Linked DNA regions of Mus musculus: region 2 is linked to region 1. A link is a contact called in public promoter capture Hi-C data. All regions are on one chromosome and are shown on one strand. Each heading gives the region's core, a stretch centred on a gene start, on an enhancer-like site or on the middle of the called end of the contact. The rest is flanking DNA. Distances are from core to core; before and after follow the strand shown. Region 1 overlaps Rad51b (RAD51 paralog B). Region 2 holds the start of Galnt16 (polypeptide N-acetylgalactosaminyltransferase 16).

Region 1 (5,719 bases), core at 2,935-5,434:
CATGGGTGCAGTCTAAATGTTCAGTCACACATTAATGGATAAAGAAAATTCAGTATATACATGCAGTGGATATTCAACCTTCAAAAGAAATCTTACATTTTGTGTAACATGAATGAATGTGGATAATGCTATACTAAATTAAGTAAGCCAAGTGTAGAACACATACTATGTGATGCCCTTTACATATGGAATATAAAATAGTCAAACTCCTAGAAACAGAAACGTGATTGCTAGGGTCCTGAGGGATGGGAAAACAGGGAGATATTTGTCAAAGTGAAAACTTCCAGATACTAGAAATGACTCAGTCTTGGAGCTGTGTACATAACACAGTGTCTGAATTAGCAACATGGTTTTAGATACTTTAAAAGTTGCTATGGGGTCAATCTTATGTTCTTATCACATACACAGCTAATGTGTGTGTGTATGAATCTAGAAGCTATCAAGTGTATTGAGTGCAATAGTTGTAGAAATAGTTTCATGAGAATACATAACAGTTGTGCTTTAAAGAATTTCTTCCAGTCTTAGACACTTTAAAGTGGAGCATATTAAAAGTTACATTTAATATGCTGCTTTTATATGGGTCCTAGGGATTCAAAGTCAGGGCACCATGTTGCTCAGCAAGAGCTCTTACCTGCTGAACCATCTCATATATCTATCTGTCTATCATCTATCTATATTTCTATCTATCTATCTATCTATCTATCTATCTATCTATCTATCTATCATCAATCCATCTATGTTTTGTGCTGGGGGTTGAACCCATATTGTACATGCTAAGCTAGTATCTCACCACTGAGCTACATCTCTAGTTCATGCTCTACGCTTTTCTTTGATAGTGAAAGAGATAATCTTAACAATTTCATATTTCTGTATTCTCATTTTGATTCTCTGAATGTTGATTCACTGTCTATTGGGAGATGCTATATTGGATTTCAGTGTCCTTAAAACTGAAAAGGCAGATGTGTATACTAACTTAAATCCTGTGATAAATATATTGTCTGAAAATAATGTCTAAGCACTTTGACTTTAAGCCTTTCTTAGAGAACTTCTGAAATCCAGATGGCCTCCTAACATCCTCTTTTGAGGTGTCATGAAAACCCAGGATATGCTGTGAGTGTCCAGAAGACTCTTCACTTCTATGGTGTTGTCACAGGTAGCTAACAAAGTGGCCTACTGATGAATTTAACTTAAAGCTCCTAGGGGCTTAAGACAGAAGGTAATTCTTCCTAGAAATCATGCCCCAAAGACTTTTTCCTGTACATATAAGCCTTATTTATGAGGAAGGGATAGTTATAACCTGAACTGGATAAGTGATGTTCATAGTATAAGGATAAAAGAATGGTATCATTGATTAGGGTGGGCTGATTATGGACTGAGTTATCTTCCCAGCCTAAAACATACTGTTTTAAAGGCCTTATTGTATAGTGTGAAGTTCTTTTTGTGCTTCTAGTTTGTTACTCTGTGTGATCCTTAGCTTAGCCTACTGGAACTTCCTGTAACACGGGACTGGGCTGCTTTGTGGTTTTGGAAGTAGCAGTTCTTTGTTCAGCAGCGTTCTTCTCACTTTCTGCTTCCAGGCTCTGGGAACCACATTTTGAAGGTTAAGCATTTCATATCAACATCTTGATACAGTAGAAGTGATCAAGAATTGCAGGGATCAAAAGATAAGTTTTTCTGTAGCTGATGTGTTATACCTGGCTGCATGACCCTGCTTTAGTCAGCTCTCTTTTCTGGTACTTGGTGTCCTGTACTGTAGGAAGGGACTAAATTTCTCTATCACAATGCTTAATGCTATTATTAATAATATCAGTAGAGACATCATAATTTAATATATAATTTAATATATTTAATTTTTCAGTTTAGGAATTATATTCATATATAATTTTATAAGAAGATATGTTTACATATTATTGTTTTAAATGAGTAAAAATATTATGTGCATGTGAGTGTTCCGCCATAGGTTTATGTGCATCATGGGTCTGCAGGCTGCTGTGGAGGCCAGAAGAGGGTGTTGAGACTGAAAGTTAGAGGTGGTTGTGAGCTACCTGATGTGGATGCTGGGAACCAAGCCTGGTCCTTTGTAAAAGCAGTCCATTCTTTTAACCACTGAGCCATCTCTCTAGATTCTAAGTTTTAGATTCTGAAACACCATAGCATTAATTGGTAGTTTTATTACTGTTTAAATTTGAATTAGTGGTTATGTTATGGTTTGGATATGATTGTACCACTAGGCTTCATGAGGTGGCAGCTTGGTCCCCGTTTAGTGTCGTTACAATGGTAGGAATTTGTAAGAGGTAGGTCTAAGGGAGATCCTGAGATCGGTGGGAGTGTGTCCTTTGAAGTGATCATCTGAAGAGTGAGTTGTAAGAGTAAGACGAGCCTCTGCCTTGTTCTCTGACATCTTGGCCGGCCGTGTGATCTCTGCCTCTCACATACACCTGCACTGTGGTAACATCTGCTGTAAAGCTTCACCAAGGCTCAGCGCTGAGCAGCTGCTGATATGATGCCCTTGCATGTCTAGTTCTGTGAGCCAACAACATCTTCTTTCTTCTCTTCCTTTCTTTGCTTCTTTCTGTGGAGGTCAGAAGAGGGTGCTAGACCATCTTTAGGTCACAGGGAATATGAGCTGCCCCAGTCCCGGGACCTGAACTCGGGTCTCCTGGAAGAACAAGTGCTCTCACCTCTGAGCCTTCTCCCCCACTCTTTTTCATTCTGTTTTTGAGGCAGGTTTCACTGTGTAGCCCTGGCTGGCCTAGAACTCACTATGTAGGCTAAGCTGTCTTCAGGTTTGTGGCAGTCTTCCTGCCCCTGGATCCTGATGTCTGGAATTAGAGTCATGAGCCATCATTCTTGGAACTATTTATTTTCTTTAAAAAGATACCTTGCCTCAGATTTTTTTTTTTTAAGATGGCAATAGACTAGTATGGGCTGGTTTTAGCTTTAGTTACTTGAATGATGGATTAGACTTTCCTAAACTTAGAGAATGTACTTAATGAATTTTATTCAGTTTTGAAGTGTTTTATGACTAGTATTAATATTTCTAAAAAACAACTTGTAAGTAATAGTTATGAATGATTTCTAGTGTCATATTTGAAGGCTGTAATAGGCTTTCTTTCTGTGAAGACTGAGTAAGGTTGCCATCTAGTAATAACTCAGTGTGGTTATTTAAAAATAAATATTTAACATTTATGTTTATAGAGTACTCTGCGATTTTTAATTAGCCCGAACCGGTGTTTATCTCTGCAAATGTCTGGCAAGTGCCTTGTGCAGCATCTGTTCTGTGCTCCTTGTTAACGGACTCGTGACTTGTTCTTCTTTGTCCTTTGTCTTTTGTGCACTTTCCAGCTTGTGTCAGGGAAGCTTATCCCATGTTCACGTTGAGCTGATTTGTCCAAAGATCACCTTGCTGCTCTTACCGACCAACAGTTCACTCAGGAGCTGATGATCTAATTCCAGGGTGCGAGAAATTTTTTAAAGCTTCTGGTAATTTTTCTCGTTCTTGACTGAAATCTGATGAACACTACTTTCTTTCCTAGAACATGTCTAAGGGTATGTGACCACTAAATCCTTGCTGACCTTAGTGAAAAGTCTTATTTCTGGTTTTGCATATACATTTTTAAAAGAAAATTTAAAAGAATTATCTATCTATCTATCTATCTATCTATCTATCTATCATCTATCTGTGTGTGTGTGTGTGTGTGTGTGTATGCTGGTGCCTCTAGGGGCCTGTAGGGGACATTGTATTGGGATTTCAGGCATTTGTGAACTGCCTGATGTGGGTGCTGGAATCTGAACTCCGGCCCTCTCATAACGGAGTAAGTGCTCTTAACCTCTGAGCCATGTGTCCAGCCCCTATATTTACATTGATCTGTGTATTTTCTTGTGGTTCAGTTCTTGGGATTGACATTGTGGTCTATAGACTGGCAGAAGCATCCCCTTTGCCTGTTGGAATTTCAGGCCCTCCCTTTGTCCTACTAAATCAGAGTCTTTGGATGCATAAAAGCTTCAGAGGTGGTGTTCAAGTCCCCTCAGCTCGGGCTTTATTTACTTGCGGCTGGAAACATCCTGTTCTAGTTTCATTTCTGTTGCTGTGATAAAATATTGTGACCAAAAGATACACAGGGGAGCAGAGTGCTTGCTTGGCTTATATTCTGGGTTATAAGCACCACTGGAGGGAAGCCAAGGCGAGGAACTCAAACTGCTAGTCACAGCACATCAGGGAGAGTGCACACATCCTTACTGCTGCCGGCCTGCCTGTGCTCAGCTAGCTTTCTCTCTGTAATACAGTTCAAGCCCAGCCTGGGAAATGGTGCTGCCCACATCAGGCTGGGTCCTCTTGTATCGGTGAACAATCCAGGCGTCCACCCCAGACATGTCGCTAGCCAACCTGATTTACACAGTTCCTCAGTTGAGGCTCTTAGATGACTCTAGGTTGTGGAAAGTTGATGGTTAAAAACGAGCTGGCCCCAGTGGCACAAGCCTTTAATTTCTGCTTTGGAGGCAGAGATGAGCAGATCTCTGTGAGTTCAAGGCTGTCCGGTGGTCTACATAGCAAGTTCCAGGATAGCTAGGGCTACATAGAGAGACTCTATCTCCAAAAAGAAAAGAAAGAAAAAACACCTAGCCATCACAATCCTCTAACAATCTAGACCGCCTTCCTCTGAGGGGGTGCTGCCCTTCCCATGCATGCCGTAAAGAAGCAGGGAGGCACTATTTCTTCTGCCATAGAAACATCATTTATTGAATCATTATATAAACATACTTTTATTGTACTCTGAATTACCGTTGGCTTTAAATTTGTTAATCGTTATTTTCGGTTGAAACATAAAACTAGAGTCTTTACAACTGTGGTCAAAAGGACTTTAATGTTGTTTTTGGCAGGTCAGGCTATGAGCATAGCCCCACTGGTTACAAGACAGCTTAGAGAGTCACATTTTACCTCCCTAAGGATTGCTCCTATCCGTGTCTCCCAGCTCTGCTCCTCCTTCAGGTAGACAGGGTTCTGAACTGCACTTCTCTTGTAGAATCATGACTCTCTAGGGACCAACTCTGGTGACTAGAAAAGCTGCTGACTTGGGCATCTCTGTTACAGACTTTCAGCCCCCTGCTGTGTCTTTGTCCACTAACAGCAGGGGCAAATTAAGTCTACCTGCAGTCTAGGAATGGTAGCTAGCTTTTCTTCTTTTCTTTACTACGTAAATGCCATAGTTCAAAAGCAAACTGTGTTTAAAAGTTTTCTTGCTTGTGTATCCACTTGGAGATCTTGACAGTGCTAGGTAGGCTGATGCAAGTATCGAGTTCACAGAGTAGACTGTTAGGTTGTAATTAATAGATGGCAAACCGTGTCTGTGTTGTTTTGCAGTGAGAATTCACTCAAGTGTAAGCTTTAAAGGCAATACTTGTAAAGAACGGGAGACTCTGCCGATTGATTTTTATTCTTGTAATTTGCTAGTTTTCCTGTGTGCTAGACTTTTCCATGGAGGCTGTGAAAATGAAGCTCTCCTGCCCACGTTAGACGAGATAAAATTGAGACTGGGAAGATGAAGTAACACAGAACACCCTACTCAGGAACCTGGAACTATGTGTCCCCAGCTGGCTCAGCTCCCCCAGGGTCTGCGAGGCAGGTGGGCATTCTTACGTTTCTGAGGGCACCTTTGTTGTTGTGTGAGTTGTGTATTATATAATACTGCTTTAATATGGAAACAAATAGCTAGCAAGC
Region 2 (6,222 bases), core at 233-2,732, 1.2 Mb after region 1:
ATGCTGATATGGGAGGCAGGACATGCTGCTATGATCTCAATATTTACCTTATTCCCCAGATGGCTTCATTCGCAAGCCTGACCTGTCTTGGATTTTCCGAAGAGTCAACCTACCTGACATCATCCAAAAAGCACCACCCTGTCCACTCTGCTCCTGGCATTTAAGATCCTCCAGTATCTAGACTTGCCCAGTCTGGCCAGTCTCAACTCACACCAGGTCTTTGCCAGTATCCAGCATGCTCTCATGAGATATTATCCTGAGGGCCTTGGCTGTCCCTGCCCTTTCCTTATTCTTCTCTTCCTTTTTGGGATTACCCTCCTATTCTCCAGATTTATCCACTTTCTCTGGGAAGCCTTCCTAAAGACCACTTTGCAAGACTATACTTTCAGGAATCATTTCTGTAGTTCGTTACTGAAGACCAGTTTGCAATAAATTATTTCTTCCTCCGCAGCATCTACTTTGGTATCTCAGAGCTCCGAGTGTGTGTCTTCCTTTGCCTGACAGGCCCTAGCCCGCCTTGTCTTCTGCCTGGAGCCTGAATTATTCACACCTGCTTCTCACCTCTCATCGACTTCAGGGCCTCCGCAGAATCAGAATCTCAATGATGTCTATCCTGTCTCTCACCACCTTATTTTGCACTTTGTCAGAAAAGTGTCAGAGGGCTCTTAGACAGGGTTCTGTCCACTAATCGAACCCTGTGGCCTGGCCTCTATGGCCTCCCTTCACTCTCACGGAACGGTGATGACGCCTCAGGACAGTTCAGGGAGCCGCGATGCCGGTGTGGATAGGAACTAAGAGAAAGCTAGGAGCCCCAGGGTAATGAAAGATGTCCAGCGATCGCATCCCTGTGCTTGCATTGGTTGTACCGCAGCGCAGCTTCACCTCGCTCTCCAGAGTGTCAAGTGCATCAGCTTCCAACTCCCCACCCCCTCGGGCCACCGAGGCGGATGGAATCCTGGGTCTCCGAGAAGGATTCCGGTGCAAAGTCAAGACTGCCTACTCGCTAGCCTTGCCCCCTCCGAAGGACTCTCTGAACACAGGTTGAACCCTGCGCCAGAGCTCAGTTCTCAGCGCTGCCGGGAACTGCAGCTAGGCGACTCGGGCCAAGGCCAGGGGTCGCGCGTCTTCGCTGGTGACTCAGGTCCGCTCGGCGGTGGGTTAGGTGTGGGTGGAGAGACAGACCAGGGCCACGCGGGGGCAGGGGACGGGCGAGAGATAGCCGAGCGTTGAGAGAGCAGAGACCAGCTCTGGTTCATCGCCATTCCACCCCGCGTCTGTCTCGCTGAGACCCGGGATGCGGGAGGAAGGCCCGCGCCACTTCCCAGCGGGCGCGCTCTTTAGCGGGTGCGCAGCGGCCCCGGCTGCCCGCGGCGTCTGGAGCACAGAGCCAGCTAGGCGCGCGAATGAATGAGCGCCCGGGGCCGCGCGCGCTCGGGGCTGAAGGGCATTAGGACCGTGAGGATCGCTCTGCGCTCCTGTCTCTTCCTATCACACCCCCCCCCCCTCCCCAACCACCACCACCACCTCTCTCTTTTTTCTGCTCTGCAGGACTGAGCAGCCCGGCGCAAGCGACAACAAACGGCTGGGGCAGCAAGCTCCCCTGCTCGGGCTCCGAGAGCACGCCGGCCTCGGGCCCCACGCGGAGCGCCCGTCCGCCCACCATGAGGAAGATCCGCGCCAATGCCATCGCCATCCTGACCGTAGCCTGGATCCTGGGCACTTTCTACTACTTATGGCAGGACAACCGAGCCCATGCAGCATCCTCCAGCGGCCGCGGCGCGCAGAGGGCCGGCGGGAGACCAGAGCAGCTCCGCGAGGACCGCACCATTCCGCTCATTGTGAGTACGCTCTGCGCACCGGGTGAGCGGCGGGCCGGGGATCCTCGGCGCGCGTCCTGCCCCCCGCTGTTAGCCGAGGTTCGCGGGGCCCGACCGGGGGCTGCGTGCCCCGAGCACCGTTCGGGCTTTGTATATATTGGAGAATTCCTGCTCGTTGTTATGGCAACCTGTGCGGGGCCCGGAGGGGCCAGGGTGCTTGGATGCAGGGAGGGTGACAGCATGTGGGGGCAGGGAGAAAGTGCTGCAAGTTTGGTGGGCCCGGCGTGCGCGCGCGACTGAGAACGTGGCGGCTTTCGCGGCCCCGCGCAACCGGGGCTGGGGACTAGGGGGCTGCGGGCGTCTCGCCATCCCCAGAAGGCGGCTGGCCCTGGAGTGCAGCGAGCGGGTGGTGGGAGCAGAGCTCAGCAAGAGCGCGTAGGTGGTGGTGCGCACCGGGTCTCCAGCCTCTGGGGTAAAAGACGCCGGGCGGCGGCGTGGGTAAGGGAAGGGTCGCTGAGCGCTGCCCTTGGCTTAGCGCCTTCACATCCAAGATCAACTTGGACCAATTTTTTCAGCTTCCACCCCTACCTTCCCCGGAGGTGTTTTCTGGCTCCCCAGGGGCGGGGAGAAGGCTTGACTCATAAGCGCTCTTTGCCTCCAACCCTAGGGTCTGCAGTTGAAGGGGACTGTGTGTTCGTTGGGCTGGGCAGTTCCCTCTCATGAGATCACCCTCCAGACATCTGAGCGAGTAGGAGAAACAAAAGCGGTGTTAGTACTCCGAGAGCTCCCGCGGAGCTGGGGCGAGGGGTTGGGGGGCGGATTAAGCTGCACAGTAGAACCTGGTGGGGGCAAGCTGAGCCTGTAGGGGGCGTCCTGTCTACACTTTCGTCTGGTCAGCTGGTGATGGCTTCGTGTGGCCAGGCCCAGCACCTGTTGAGGAAGGAGACTAGGGGACCCTTTGAGAGAACGCTAAGATGGGAACGTTCTTCCGACGGGGGCAGGTAACCTCTTGGGACACACTACTGTTGGTCAGAGACAGCTTGAGAAGTCCACCAGGACCAGAAAGAAGAGCAAAGAACCAGGGAGGTGTGTGTGTGTGTGTGTGTGTGTGTGTGTGTGTGTGTGTGTAGTAGGGGAGGGTGTGATTCTTGCCCGGAAAGATCTGAACCCGCGGGAAAAGGGGACTGGAGCTCCTCCAGTAGGTGAGGTGCAAGGTCAGGAGTGCGGATACCTGTATCCTGTAGAATGCAGGGAATTTGTAGTGAAATCCAAGAATATGAGGATGGTTCTCTAGGTACCCTCACTTAGCCCCATCCTTCCCGTATTCCCTCACATCACCTGTTTGTAAAGAAGTAAAAACTCTACAATGGTATCAGTTTCTGGGCCTGATGAGAGGAGACCTTAGGCCCTAAGGTTTGTGTTTTAACCTAGATTCCAAGTTGTGGTGCATCGCTGCAAACATGCTTAGGAGGGCCACTGTGCTGTACCTAGGACATGGCTTTCAAAAACTTGTCAGTGTCTGAACATACGGAGCTAAAATAAAAAAAAAAAACCTGTACACTCTAGGGTGCTGAGATCTATGTGGACGGACAGGTCAGAGGAAGAAAAACACAAACATTGGTGGTTCTAGACTCCAGTGAGTTCCCACGATGTGTGCCCCAGCTACCCTATTCTTAGTCCTGGATCAGTCCAGTCCCGGTCTCAGGGACCAGAGCCTAAGGCCAGCATGATGGAACTGAGGTCAGATGATCGGGCTCCCCATCTCTCTCTCTCTGATGACCTGCTGGGAGGTGGCCTTCATCTAGAAGAGGAAGATGCTAGGAGTTGGTAGGTGGGAAAAGAGGGCAGAGACCACAGACAGGCTTCTGTAGTCTGGTCCAGAAACCTGAACCCTGACTTTGGTTAGGACACCTATCTTCTGTGCCTCTCAGATGAGAGTCTCAGAATGGTGTGTGTACGTATACTGGGGACTCTTGGTGGGATACGGGATGAGATTTAGAAGTTGGGGGGGGTGTGGCACTAGTGAACACTTCCCTGCCCTCCCCCCCCCCCCCCATTCCTGCAGATGCTGACTTTATTGCTGGTAAGCTGCTGAGACTGGAAGCTGGGAGCCAGAAAGAAAGGCAAGGATGGAAGTCTCAGGGAGTTGAGTGGCAGAGTCTTGCCTTACCACTTGTAGCCTGGGATGGCTCTGCTGCTGGCCTGACTGCAGGCTGCCCTCGATGTTGCTTTGCATTGTGTTCCTATCTTGAGAAATTCACTTCCATGTTGCTCTCAGCTGCAGATAAGCTGTGCATGCAGGGACCGTGCTGGATGCTTTCCGCATTCCCACATTGGTACACACGGCAAGACTTAAGAAGTACCTCCTTGATAAAGGAGTGCAAAGGGATTCTGCTCACTGGGAGCAGTGAACAGGTCCAGCTTCAGATGCCCTTACCCACAGCTCTAGCCTGGCCTCGGTAGAAAGGTGAGGTGACACGTGCTTTGGCACCTTCAGGAGGTGGACCCTTTGTTCAACATAAAAAGGGGGCAGGTGCCGGTGTTGACTTCTCTCTAAAACTTTTGATAACTCCTCACTGTCAGCCATTTTCAAACATGACTGTTGAGTTGGGCCATAACTTCAGATTCTTAGAGAATGAGGTGGCCAGCCCTGTTGTCAGAGGCTGAGCAAATTCAGACAGTCATTACTACCCCAGGGAACCAGAGAGCTAAACCAGAAAGGGAGGGTCCCTGTGAGCATCTGGTCTTGGAGGCAGCTCTGCCCTCACTGTGTTGTCTGGCCTGTTCAAAGCCAGCCAAGTTGCTTCTGGACCATGGGGAGCTTGTTTGGCATTGTGGGATGTCGGCATGGCAACCCTATGGCCAAGTTTCCCAGAGAGGCCCTACTCTCAGCCTGTGTGTCACAGACTCTGATGTGAAGTTTTTTGGTCATGGAATCTGGATTCAAGGGAGAAGCTGACTCCATTCCTCTGGCAGCTTTACCAAGCATCGTCGAGGGTTGACTCTTTGCCTTGCTGGGCAAGGCAGTGAGCATATTTGGAAATATCCCCTTGGATCCACACTGATCCTGTGCTAACAGAGGATTCCAGTTGATGCAGGATGCAGAGTAACCAGGGCTGGAGTGTGTGGTTGATTGGTTCTGGTTTCTATATGCTAATTCTCTTAACAGGCTTGAGTAAGAGGCCAGAGTCTTACATGGAATTTCACTTTACATTATTTGAAAACAAAACAAAACTATTTTGGGAGTTTTCAGTAGGGACACACACAATTAAGACAGCCATTTCCTGTCTAAACACATGAAAGGGTTTGGTATCAGCTTTCTCAACTGGAATTGCTCACTCTCTCCCTCCCTCCCTCCCTTCTCCTTCCCTCCTTCTTCTCCTTCCCTCCTTTTTCCCTCCCTCCCTCCTCCCTCCTTCCCTCCCTCTTCTCCCTCCCTCCCTTATCCCCTCCCTCCCTTCTCCTTTTGTGTGTGCGTGTGTGTGATGTTGTTGTTGTTGTTGTTCTTAGAGACAGAAAAGCCCAGGTTGGCCTTAAACTCAAAATCTTCCTGCCTCAGCCCCCTGAGTATTAGGATTGCAGATAAACATCTCCACACCTGGCCTCAACTGGAGTTTTTTTATCCTGAAATCGAGACAGAGCTGAATACCCATGGACAAGATACCTACCACCTGTGGACCTTCCTTAGTCTTTGTTCAGTTTGGGTTAAATAATTGGCCAGGCTTGTTAGTGCCTTGACAAACAGATGGTAGATTTCTAGAAGGGAGAAAATAGCTTTGGAAGTTCTTTCTGGTGCTGTGAGGACACAATAGAGACATACCTGACCTACAGAGCTATAGACTACATGACCTGTCAGGTCTTGTAGTAGCTCTTTAGATCTTTTGGGGAACTTCACTGTAGAAGGGGACACCGACTTTGGCTTTTCTAGGACTGTTCTCTGAGAATTGAGGTTCAATCACAGCAGAATGGATTTGTATTTTATTTATAATGTGTGCATTTTGGAGCTGCGGGAATAAGATTTGCCTAAATGATAGAAAACGATTTTGTATTTAATTTGTTGAGGTGATGCTTGCGAGAAAGAGGTTAGGGAGAGAAAACTACAAATACCCACGATTTCCTTTCCCAACATGTTCAGATGTAAAGTACTCATGGGGGGGGGGGTCTCTCCTGGGCTCTGAGGCACCCAAGCTGGAGGGAGCTCTCACAAGGATGACAGGGAGGCCCAGGGGCACAGGATGCATCTTTGGGTGTTGCTCATTTCCCCAGAAACCCCTTTATTTCTGTGCTGTAACAGCAGCCCCCCACCAGCCAGGAATCCCCTGCTCCATGTTGGGTGGCCTGAGGGACTTGGCTTCCTTCTGTGGTGGTGGTTCTCAGTTTAGCAAGCAGAGGAAGAAGCTCTGAG

Evidence for each region. Promoter capture Hi-C pulls out the DNA fragments that hold promoters and counts their contacts.
Region 2: a contact with region 1 is called in a promoter capture Hi-C map of liver, with 5 times the contacts expected there. The contact joins the promoter of Galnt16 here to the enhancer-like site in region 1. A contact is called at or near these places in 11 of 39 promoter capture datasets (the C10 cell line, the SN4741 cell line, cranial neural crest and 7 more), 3 of 115 datasets of contacts at active chromatin or transcription factors (embryonic forebrain, embryonic hindbrain and stem cell-derived neural progenitor cells) and 1 of 9 other capture datasets (liver).

Annotation. Positions count from the first base shown.
Region 1 is chr12:79,336,542-79,342,260 of GRCm38.p6, forward strand. All of the region lies in intron 7 of Rad51b (RAD51 paralog B), which reads left to right. Among named protein-coding and RNA genes, the nearest start is that of Rad51b, 42 kb to the left of the region's middle. Within about 2 kb of position 4,185, at least 19 of the 459 cell types and tissues checked have an H3K27ac peak or open chromatin away from gene starts, as enhancers often do.
Region 2 is chr12:80,517,508-80,523,729 of GRCm38.p6, forward strand. It overlaps Galnt16 (polypeptide N-acetylgalactosaminyltransferase 16), which reads left to right and starts at 1,483. Exons shown (of 15, transcript NM_001081421.2): 1 at 1,483-1,838. The coding sequence starts at 1,662. It overlaps Gm26777 (a long non-coding RNA gene), which reads right to left and starts at 706. Exons shown (of 5, transcript XR_381753.4): 1 at 1-706. It overlaps 2310002D06Rik (RIKEN cDNA 2310002D06 gene), which reads left to right. Exons shown (of 3, transcript NR_045490.1): 3 at 60-447.